Linked DNA regions of Anas platyrhynchos: region 2 is linked to region 1. The links are chromatin contacts, called in public Hi-C maps. All regions are on one chromosome and are shown on one strand. Each heading gives the region's core, a stretch centred on a gene start, on an enhancer-like site or on the middle of the called end of the contact. The rest is flanking DNA. Distances are from core to core; before and after follow the strand shown. Region 1 holds the start of CYCS (cytochrome c, somatic). Region 2 holds the start of GSDME (gasdermin E).

Region 1 (5,563 bases), core at 1,745-4,244:
AGGGAAGATGCTACAGGCTCCTCCTACAGATAAATTCTTCAAAACATTTGATTCATTAAAGTAATTCAAAAATAAATTTAAAATGTGGTAGTTTGACCAATTTCTTGCCATCTATTAACAGATATTGAGGCCAGTGGATATTAGTGCTCTTGTATATTTTTGTCAGATGGAATCAGACTCTCTCAGACAATGCTCATGGACATTTATTATACCTCTTTTAGTCTAAGCTTTCCAGTAAACCCTATCAGACTATACAATAACATGAGATTACATTTGAAGTGAATTCAAAAAAGCACACCCTTTCATTTGTCTTTTAATTCAGTAGCCCTTAATTTTAAACTTATTTTCCAAAACCTAAAAAAAAATAAAAAATTAAGAAAAGCTAAACTTTTGACAAATTGCTACATCCTGAATTTCTGAAATTTAAAACTCCCTGTGAGTTAAATTAAGTAACTTTGGACTTGAATCCAGAATGTTCCCTTCCCTTCCCTTCCCTTCCCTTCCCTTCCCTTCCCTTCCCTTCCCTTCCCTTCCCTTCCCTTCCCTTCCCTTCCCTTCCCTTCCCTTCCCTTCCCTTCCCTTCCCTTCCCTTCCCTTCCCTTCCCTTCCCTCTTGAATCATCTATGTTTTTATGCTGCTTTCACTACAAGACCTGGTTTGTAAGGATTCTGGACGAGTTTTCTCATAGTAAAACAGAAACTGGTTCAGTCCTATCCTGTGTCAACTCTTGCATCTGGAGGTCATCTCCTGGTGTTTCATGCTCCATTGCAAATCACCTGACTTCATTCATTTATGTTTTGTACCCGCTACTCTTCTATACTCATCCTGACCAGACATCACTGCTGTGTTTCTTGCTTCAAACCAAAAACTGATAACAGAGCAGTTGTATTCCATGTTTCTGCCTACGTTATGTTGAGGTCTAAGACCTCATTATAATCTTAATTCACTCTACAGATAATTCCTCTGTCAGTGTATAAGCAGGTACTAGAAAAAATGCTTGAGTGAGGCAGTCCACTTGAGTTAACAATCAGAGCTCTGTGGCCATTTTAAGTTGATGAAGAGTGACTCTTTATCCTGGATCTTCTTAATCTACCCGGCTCCCCACAGGCCAGCTGTTGGGAATGACAGAGATTTCTACCTGCCCCAGTCCTGAAGATTCTACTAAATGGCTATAAAATGCAAACCCATGCTTGTAACATAAATCTGCAGCATGAAAGAGAGGACAAAGTACTTCAATATTTTCACACCTGTTAAACTCATCAGTAAATTTAACAGTCAGTAAGTCATTGCATTATAATGGTTGTGCGATTGATTCAGCGAGGAGATATGTTGGCAATTTCCCAGCTGCCCGCCCTGCTTTGTGCATTGCCTGGACTGTCTGGCCTCTCTCTGAGACAAGACGATCCAGGTCCTCTGAACAGCCTAAAATAATAATAAATCCTAACAGTACAAAGTAGCCAGTATTGTTTTCTGACCTGGTGAGATTTATGACTCACTGTACAGATCTTTCTTAAAACCAGTGCACACCACTGTGACCACGGCACAAATCGCTGATCCACCAACACTGAATGATGTCAATACAAGGAACTGGTTATAACATATTTGTCAAAGACCACACAAGACGTTTATCACAAAACTGAGAAATAAACCATACTTTCCTGAGTTCTGGCCTAGTCCTATAAGGCCTTCTTTCTTCTTTTATCTGCAGTGTACCTCTTAAGAGAACCGTTTGGCTGTTTTGCTACATTTTCTTTACTACTGAACTTCAGTGCATATTTGGTTTATCTTTTCTTCGTTCAGGACAGAATTTCATAGCAGTAATTTTGACTGCAAAAGAACCATTGTTCTAGTTTATAATGGTCTGAGGGAGTAAAAATACAAAGGCATTTCAGGTGTAACCACAGGGAATAACTGACAGATTAAAACACAAACGTTCCAGGCAAACCACATCAAAGCAAACATTTCAATTAATTTTAATACATGGGAAAGTAACTGTGCATTGAAAATGAATCAATTTAGTTTACTCATGCAATGCTAAGCCACAAAAGCCCTGACTTTGTCTTCTGCATTGCCTCTAGATATCCCACAATACATTCTGTCCTACAATATAACTTCTACAAACAATACAGTATAAAAACCTGTGAATGTTCCCTTTTGTAATATTTACACCTTCACGGAACGGTACTGCATCACAACGGCAGCATCTGGGTGGTGAGGTGTAAGGCAGATATTAGAAGAGAAGACATGAACAGTTATAAGAAGGTAACAGTTCATTTTACAGATGGATCTTTGGTATATCCACCTTCAGCGCTGAAAGCCTCCCAGGTTCAGTATCTTCCCTGAGAACATTTTGTTATTTTATATGTTTAATAAAACTGGATTCAGCCGTCTTCAATCAAGGCACAGTTTTCATAAACAGCATCCCTGAGGAAAAAAATAAAAATTGCTACAATGTCCTTCCACATGCATCACAAGGAGTGGTTGTGAAGCTCAACATGCAATGCCTAGTATGGAGCATACATTTTTAGACACCAAAACCTAGAAGAAACTAAAGGAATTAAAGATGCCTGAAGTCTGCACTCTGTGAAGAAAAGGAGACCTTTTGAATGGATGTCAGTAATTAGCACACATCAAGTCCTTAAAGAAGCTTGCATCAGTCCACATGAAGTGCTTAAAGAAGCTTAAGAATTTACACCACTGAGATTTCTTAAAGCAGCTTAAAAGGCACTTTCTGCTCTTTGTCTTTTAACGATGAAAGAGGCCAGGGGTCACGCCAGGAGTCGACCTTTGCTTCGCCTCCCGCCGTGCGCATGCGCCGGGCGCCCCCTCCCCTTCCTCCCCCCCCCCCCTTCTTTTCCCCGCGCGCCCCTTGTCGTTACGTCACAGCGCGGCGCGCGGCGCCTTCCGCAGGAAGCGCAACCTACCCCGCTAGCCTGCGGCGCCGTGACGTTGGCATTGACAGACGGGCGTTTCAACCAATCAGAAGCCAGACAGCGGAGGTCTGATTGGCTAGCGCGCCGGAGTGGGCGGGCTGCAGTTGCGGCGCGGTTTGGCTGCACCGACACCGGGTTACATAGGGCGGAGTCCGGCGTGTCCTTGGGCAGACGCCGGGCGGTGCGGGGCGGCCGGGGAGCGGCGGCGGCAGCGGGGCAGGTGCGGGGGCCGCGGCCTGCGGGGGGCCTGGGCTGAGGCCTAGCGGGCCTGGGCTCCGCTTCCCACCGCGGCGGCTGGGCCCGGCGCTGCCGTGTCCCGGCCGGACCGTTGGGGACCGTTAGTGACCGTTAGGGACCGTTATGGCCGGGGGGGGCTGGCTGCGTGTAACGGTCGCGCCCGGCGGGTGCAGCCCGGGGATGGGCCTTAGGGGCTGGGACGGGGCGCGCGGGCCGCGGGTGTGGTGCCGGGAGCCAGCGCAGGGCCCGGCGGAGCCCCCCGGAGCTGCGTGACCTTGGTGCCCGCGCTGACCTCTCGCTGTGTTCCTGCTCTAGCGCTGAAGATGGGCGACGTGGAGAAGGGCAAGAAGATCTTCGTGCAGAAGTGCTCCCAGTGCCATACGGTTGAGAAGGGGGGCAAGCACAAGACCGGCCCCAACCTACACGGCCTGTTTGGGCGCAAGACCGGGCAGGCTGAGGGCTTCTCCTACACAGATGCTAATAAGAACAAAGGTGAGCGTAAAGCTGCTTCTCTGAGCCACTGCAGACCAAAACATTCACTCCTTGATGGTAGTCTTACAAGTACTAAAGACTGCCAGAAAGCAAGGTAACATGGAGGACAAGGAAGTATGTTTCACTTTTGACAGCTCTAACCATCTTATCTTCTTTCTTCCAGGTATCACCTGGGGTGAGGATACCCTGATGGAGTACTTGGAAAATCCAAAGAAGTACATCCCAGGAACAAAGATGATTTTCGCGGGTATTAAGAAGAAGTCTGAGAGAGCAGACTTGATAGCATATCTGAAAGATGCCACTGCGAAGTAGAAGATATCTGCTGCCTTATTTATTTCACAAAGGAGATGGCAATGCAAATATCTGTGACGAGATTGGTTTTTAAATGTTCTATTTTTACATGTACCATGTCTAACCTTAAAATTGGTCTTAACCAACAGATAACGTTGCTCATGGTGGGGTGCTGGACTACACGCTTGTTTGGCAGCCACTAACTTATGGAAGCTATGTAATTGGATTGGTTCAAATGAATATAATGTTCAGTCATTCTTGATTATGGAATTAAAAACAAAAAACAAAACAATACTTCTGGCCTCTTTATTGTTTAAAAAAAAAAAAACATTGAATGAGTAATTGTTAGTAATGGAACAGGTTTAGCAGCCCAACTCTGCCAGATGAAAAAGGAGGATGGGCCTTGGCATCTTCCACCATAAGTCTGTGACGTTACTTTAAAGATTTACTTTAAAAAATATGTATATATATAAAGAGAGAAATTTCTAAATTTGATCAGTACAGGGTGTTGTGGTATATATATTAATCTGTCTAAAACTTGGGATAAGGACACAATTTCACTTTCTTACTAATTGTGAAATGGTAACTGTGCTCAGGCACTTTTATCCGGGGAAGCATGTTACTTGATTTATCTGGACTTTGACAGTTGCATGCACCAGTAGATTATAATTCCAGAAACGTCTTCATATTTTGTAAATGTTGTTGAAAGCCTGTGTTCAGTAAATCTTCAGAAAACAACCATTTGTAGTGTAATGAAAGAAAAACATGTTCTGGAAAGATAATTACTAAAGACCAAGTTGAGAGTTAATAAAAGCTTACTTCAGCAAAAGCACTAACCTAAAATCTACTGTTTAAAAGCAACTTCTGATGAACAAGTACAGGAATAAATGCACTGGTAGACTAAAAGGAAATTGTCTTCCTATGTGCCTACCTGGAGCCTATATCACTACAGAAGGGTCTGTTTCAAGTGTAAAGCAGCATTTTAACTGCATTTTCTTCAAATTAATTGAATTGTACAGATGAATGTATTTACTGTGTACAACACAAGCACAACTCAGAGTAATCAACCTGATAAATTAAAAGTATTGAAAGTTTTGTTTTCTGTATGTGTCTGACATTTAAGTGAGAAACAGTGGGGCAAAGAGGAAAGTTGGGTGTCTGGCTTTGTCATTACAAGACAAGCAAAAGCTCAGCATGAAAGGAGTAAATGCTAATGGAGCTAGTGTGAAAAGTGGTCGGTGTGGCAAGGTCAGAAAGCATTTCAAACCAGAACCAGCACAGCTAGGCTATCCTACCTGTTTTTTAACACTACTTTTGCTGCGCTTCCTAAATTGGATGGGGTAGAAAACTCAAAATAGCATGGAAGCTGTAGGTGTGCTATAGAACTGATGTTTCTGAGTTATGTCAGGTAGAACAGCATGCTTTAACGATCGAGTTCTGAAGGGCTGTTAGTCCCAGTACACTACAAGAATTAGAATAAACCACTGAGACGTTTTGTTAGTGTTACTCTGTTTAGTGACTTTTTTAAAACTGAATGCACAAGTGTTTCCTGCAAATAGGAAGGCAGACCTAGTATTAACCAACATCAGTTTCCTTCCTTGTTAGTAGAG
Region 2 (6,412 bases), core at 314-2,813, 140 kb after region 1:
GAAGCGGAGCCGTGCACACAGCTGCCCCTCGCTGGTAAGCAGCTGCGCATTATGGGGAATCATACGTCCTTAGGAACAAAGACTGTCCTGGTAACCTTACAGCTTATTCTCCTTATTAACAGTCGGACAGTTTATGAGCCTGAAACATGGGACCAAACTGAGGTCAAGGTGTGGGACTCCGCAACTAAAAACGACAAGGTTGCAGTGGGATTGCTCGGCACCTGGCGAGCAGTCTCTAAGGCCTTAAAGAGCCCTGTGGTGCCACAGTCAGACACGTGTGGTTTGCCTGATAGTGAGGGAGCTGCGGGCTCCTTTACTGATCCGACTGCTACGCCATCGGCCCCCCCTAACGCTACAGCGATCGCAGGCTTTTGCTGTTCCGCCCCCTGCTGACCTGGACGTGCCTTTTGACCCAGGCCGTGAAAAGGATACTGATATGTTTTTCTTCGATTCGGGAAGAACGGGATACATAAGGCCCAAAGACCGAGTTTCTTGACAACTTAAAGCAAGACATATTGTTCAAAACGAATGGAAAATGGATACTGTTAAGTCATGGAACTTAAAGGATTGTTTGTTACCTTTTATGATTGTATAGGCAACTCGGGTTCAGTATGTAAAAGCAATGTTTTGTATATTTAGGATGTTTGATGTTCGTGTGTGCATGTTGGTGGAGCGTAGACTTCTCGCACACTCAGCACTGTTTACTTGCCTTTTATACCTTTTATAAATATTCTTTTATAAATATTACTAAATTCAGATTGAGTTGAGACTTCATTTATAACACAGGTGATGTGTATTATTCATTTTTTAAGTTATGGCTGTGAAGTTCTTGTGTAATTTTTCTGTCCCACTTTACTTACTTAACTAAGATAGCCAAATCTTGCCTGTTTCCAAAGGCAGTTTGTCACACAGGCAAAACTTTCTGGTTTTCTCCTGCACGTTCTACAAGAGGATCTTCTAAAGCAAAAGGACCTTCTAATGCAGAAGTGATGCACTTCATGTTTTGGCTCCACAGATTCACATCTGTGTGGCAGACAGATCGCAGTGCAGACTACACTCGCATGTATTTCTCTAATATTACATTCTCCCTGCTGACTTCCCAGTTAGTCATGAAACTACTGTGTGCTGCAAGTTTTGGCTGTGCAGTATACCTGAAGAGCATTTTCACGAAGACTGAGGGTTCAAGGCATGTGTTCAATTCTGAATGTGTCCCATTTGCAGCCAGTTTTGATATCAGCCTTTGAAACTTTTAGGTTAGCTGCTGCCCGGCCCCAAAAGTGTCTGTTAATGCCCAGACCAGGTTCTGTCTCTTCTAATTAATGTGAAGCATCTTAAAACTATCTTATGCTGGCTTGTGTCCATCTTGAAAAGAAATTTCCTTGGTGCAGGCACCCCTTACTTGGTGCACACCAAACCACCAGTAACATCCTTAAACTGACTGGCAAGTTTCACTGTTTTCGTCTCCTCCCTCCCCAGAGAACATTTCCATGGCAATGTGGTTCAGTGCCACTTCCTGGCGTGATTTCTCAAAATCTGCTTTAGCAGGCACTTGCATTGGAAATGAATGACATGTTGCCACTCCACGGGTAAGCACGTGATTACTGAGGAAATGTGCTGCTACTAGCCACTGCAGGAGATTATGACTGGAGCTAGTGATCCTGCAACTTGGTGCTGATCCTAGAAAGAGATCTCCTGAGGACTTGAAGGTACTTTTTCTCATGATGAGGCTCTAAGAGTGGGTTTATTTTTATTTCTATTAGCCCATAGAAGCCGAAGAAGAAAAATCTATTTATCATTGATTTACTGAGGGCGTCACTTAGGAGAAACAGAAAGGGATGACAGACTAATATCTGCTAAAATTAACTGGAAGTTTTGGATGATTTATGTAGTTATCAGAATGGATAACTACTTGTACAATATACATTCACTGTTACCTCTCGCTTAGGACTGTTAATTTAAGGGCATCCAGCTTTCAACTTTTCTTCCGTAGGCCAGGCTTTACTCCATTAAGATATGGTGATTCAACATGTGTGACTATCCCCCCTAGTCCCAAATGCTCTCTCTTTGACCTAAAAGCGAAGGACCTGGCTTGTGGCACGGTTCACTTGAAAAATATTTCCTTAATGCTCAGTAAATATCTTGAAGAACTACTCCTTATGTTTCCATCAATTTCTTCCTGGGTCAGTCCTATCATAAGCACCCAAGTTCTATTATTCTGGTGTTGCCTTGCTTTCAGAGAGGTGAGCTATAGTCACAGAGCTCACTGTATTACACTACACTTCATAAACCTGTCTACCACACTCCATTGACCGCATTTCTCATTTTGCAGTGCTGTTCAAGGCCTGAACCAGACTGAGAAGAAGAAAACTTGTCTTGGGAACTCCCATTTGGACTGGGGCTTTGACTGGACTCCAGCCATGCCTACAGCATTGACCTCAACGTTGCAAATCTGCAGCCGCACACGGCAGGGGCATTGCCTCCAGCAGATTTCATATACAAGCTGCTGATCCTCTGACTGTCAATGATCCCAGTCAGGTTTGAGAGGACATCTCAGGAATTTTGTATGTAATTATGTCATAAAATGCCATCATCTGGCAGTTCTCAGGGAAAAGCTGCCTTTGTTATGTGACTGGAAGTAACCCAGCAAAATGAACTGTCGCCTCCTGTGGCTGAGCTGACAGGAAAATCCAACCAAATCCACCTCAGCCCCTGTCAGGGGCATGCCACCACACGGGGGTCCCTGCTGCACGGACACCCCCAGCACCAGGGCTCAGCAGGCAGAGCCCACCATGACCAGCAGCCCAGACCCCAGCGCAGCTGCCCTTCAACCCCTGAGGAAGGTGAGGGGCACAGACATCCAGGAGGAAGGCGATGGAGCCAGGGACTCTGTGGAAGCCGCTTTGGGGCTTCACTGGCGAACAGCAGCCCCCTCAGGGTGCCAGACCCCGCAGCCGTGTGCTGGGCGGCGGCCGCTGAGCCATAAAATGGCGGCGGCGCTCGGTCCCGCCTCACCCCCGCGTCCCGGGGCGCGGGCACCCGGGCGGGGCTTTGCTCCCCCTCGCCTTGCCTCACCCCACCGCGGTGCCGCCCGTGCTCGCCCTTGCTTGCGGTGCCTCGGAGCTGACCAGAAGCCCCTCTGCTCCTGGTGCTGCCCCAGGCTCCCCTCGGGGCATTGCCCTCTGCGCCTCACATCGCATTGGGGCGCGGCGCGGTGCATCCCCGGGGCGCGGCGGCGGGGATCAGCGGGGCAGCCGTGAGTACCGGGGTGGGCCCAGGGAGGCGGAGGGGCTGGTGGTGCCAGCAGTGCCCCTACTGAGCCCCCTTCTCCCCGCCAGAGGGCTGGGGGAGTGGGGCAGTAGTGGGGTCCACAGCCCCATATGCGCAGGGCCACCCCTGTCAGCACCGTTGTGGCAGCCTTGGGGATAAGCCAGGGTCTGGCTTCCCTTCCGTGCCTGCCCGTGTGCCACCCGGCTGCTTTAAGGAAGGAAAAAAAAACCCAAAGCCCAAACCGCAAACCCTAGAGGTTGAATCAGTGCAAATCATGCGTGGTGCGTGAGTGTCAGAGGGGAAGCGCAGCCCTTGGGTGCCTGCTGCAGCTGCCTCAGTGCCAGGCTTGGTGAGGGCGGCACATGGCTGTGTGCCCACACGAAGCGCCTCATCCCTCAGGGCCGGCATCCCCAGGTGTGCAGCTGTGGGGTGCTGTGAGACGGGACTCCCCAAAATGGGACCTCATGGGATGGTGGCATCTGTCCCTGGGGTGAGGGCACCATGGTCCTTGTGGTTGGACATGTTAAATCCAGGGTGGGTTGTGTGGCACCAAGTCATCAGAGGCACGTGCTGGAAGATCTTCAAGGCTCGGAAGAGAGAGCTTGTGAGCTTTTGTGGCTTTTTGTTTAAATATAACTTGCCTAGAAAGCAGGCAAAAATAAGGCTTTGTAATAAAATACACGTACTGCTTGTCATCTCTTGCTGACTTCAGGAGCCGTTCAGGACAAGCTCTGACTTGGTTAGAATTCAGAGGGTGACACATGGTAAAGTTAAAGTCTGGCAGCTCTTCTGACTGCATGCCTACTGCTTGGGCCTCTTCGGTCTGTGGGAGTTGTCCTTAGCATGCCTTTACGACAAAAGGTGACCTGTTTGGTAGTCCACTCACTTCCCAGGTTGCCTGTGGACTGTGCCTGGTGTTCTGGGTAATCTTACATTGGATGGAAAAAAGGTGTTGGTTTGGGAGGTTTTATTGGTATGTTTTGTAAAGTGCATGTGTATACAGAATGTCAGAAATATTGGGCAGCTGTTCAGAACTTGCTCTTCTATGCTGAGAAAGGTAAAATCTGATTATTCATTAAATGTGTTTTCAGATTTAATGATCTACTATATCGAGTTACGGAGCTGTAATAAATGAAAGAAGCAGGGTAAGGTTTGTTTCTTTAAATAATTTGTAAAGTTGCTATAAATATCATGTAAATATCTTTACATGATCTCATCCTGTTCATTGAATAATCTGCCCATAGCCCAAGTTCAGGCTAATTTAAAATTTTTCGGTAGGCGAGGAAGCTACTCCTCCATCCTTTTCTGCTTTCACACCTAACTATCAATCTGCAAGAGTGAATTCACTCTGACAGGCTTTTCCTACCAGCTTTGATACCTTCCTTTGTAATTCTGACAAACCAAGCATGGTTCTAACAAAGCTTTTCAGAGCAAGAAACAGCAAAATGAGAGTTTTCTTAATGCTGTGTCTGTAACCACTCTGTGAGCATTTGGTCAGGATGCCCTCGATTCTGGTAGTTGCATTAACTCCCAGTACTCTGTCTTTTTGTGAACAAGTGAAACAAGATACTTGGGTGCATTTTATAATGAACATTAAAGGCACAATACCCAAAGAGATGTAATTTGGATAGAATATTATTATGGTACTGCTGCACCAGCAAATACACTCATTGCAAAGACATTGCCAATGCAGTGAAGTGTAGGAGATGTTGATATTGTCATCCTGATTGTAAAGACAATACCAGGTATCCTACCTCGTAAGTTTCTGCAGTTTTCATGTGCACTCTGTGGTCTTTCTCAGATATTCTTTTTACCCATCAAAAGCCTGGTAACTGTTTGCGAAGTCAAACCACCATGAATCAGAAAGGAGTTTTATAGAATGGTGTCATTGGTTCTTCTCATGAGATTTAGTGAGTGTGGAACAGAAAGACAAATCACAACAGCTTTTTTTTTTTTTTTTTTTTTTTCTTCTCCAATTTCTCTTCTCATAAGCTCTTTAGAATTAGGGGGCCTTTTCCATTTAAGACAGTATGCCCACGTGAGTCCATTGTGTAGAAATGGGATCAGAGTGAATGAGCAATCAATCATATAAAGCACAGAAATGCTTGAAGAAAGGGAACAGCAGCTAATGCAGGGCAAATTGTGATGATGGTCCCCTTCATTACAAATCAGTCATCTGGTTAGTTGTGAAATATAAAGTCATATAAAAGAAGTCCCCAAACCCTCAACCCTTGCTGTTTTCTTTATCTTTTTTTTTTTAATTTTATTTTTTCTCTGCTGCAGTAGAGCTACATTGCTTAGTAAAACTACATTACACTGAGATTAAAATGGGGGAAATTTATGGAGAAGAAATATAAGAATGCAAAAATCAAACTTGGTTTAGAGCCTAGGAAAAGGTAAGGGAAAAAGAAGGTCAGTGGAAATACTCCTAGGGTGTATAGCTGAGACTGTGCTGTGAGTTTGTTGCAGCCTCTGTTTATAATGAAAGCCACAGAAGACTTGAGTAAAATGTTAGGAGACTTTGACATTGTTCCAGTCCTTTCCCTCAAAATGTTATTGGGAAATGCCCTTTACTTGTTTATGTGGAGAACTAAGAGTGGGCAATGGGGGTTTCATAGGAAGCTTAACGTGAATTGGTAAATACTGTGTGAAATATTATCTGAAATGGGATTTGGGGAATGCTAAGCTTCCATCTGCAAAGAAGGGTTTTCTTCTCTCCTCCAACTGATACTAAAACATGATGCCTGTATTCCAACTGCTAGTATATTGGTTTGCCATTTTCCCTCAGTTGTGAATGGTCACTGCAATATCTTTTTTGGTTGTTTGAAATCTGTCTTAGCTAATTCTGGCCTGTGTTTGTAATGGACAAGTCTAACTAATCTCTTTGGAGCAGGACAGGTGATTAATTAATGAAAAACATGTGGGTAACCTATTTTAAAGAAACAAAATGGGCAGCTAGGACATCTTAGGCTCATAGTTGAACTTTACAGTATCAGCTGGAGGATTCAAAGGAATACTGCCAACTGGAAAAAAAAAAAAGTAAAAAAAAAAAAGTAGAAATACTAAGTAAAATGGCTGGAAAAAAAATCTGATTAGACTAAAAAAAGTTTTTTAGATTTGCATGTTTAGCACTTCTGAATGGTCA

Evidence for each region. A called contact is a pair of places that touch in the nucleus more often than the background predicts.
Region 2: a contact with region 1 is called in a Hi-C map of F1 follicle, with 4 times the contacts expected there. The contact joins the promoter of GSDME here to the promoter of CYCS in region 1. A contact is called at or near these places in 2 of 8 Hi-C or Micro-C datasets (F1 follicle and subcutaneous adipose tissue).

The regions. Positions count from the first base shown.
Region 1 is chr2:125,408,538-125,414,100 of IASCAAS_PekinDuck_T2T, forward strand. It overlaps CYCS (cytochrome c, somatic), which reads left to right and starts at 2,995. Exons shown (of 3, transcript XM_027447873.3): 1 at 2,995-3,153; 2 at 3,486-3,662; 3 at 3,826-4,247. The coding sequence starts at 3,494. The coding sequence ends at 3,974. It overlaps LOC106018530 (a long non-coding RNA gene), which reads right to left and starts at 2,884. Exons shown (of 2, transcript XR_001192679.5): 1 at 2,521-2,884; 2 at 1,950-2,424.
Region 2 is chr2:125,548,048-125,554,459 of IASCAAS_PekinDuck_T2T, forward strand. GSDME (gasdermin E) reads left to right here and starts at 1,564. Exons shown (of 11, transcript XM_038174282.2): 1 at 1,564-1,706; 2 at 2,330-2,840.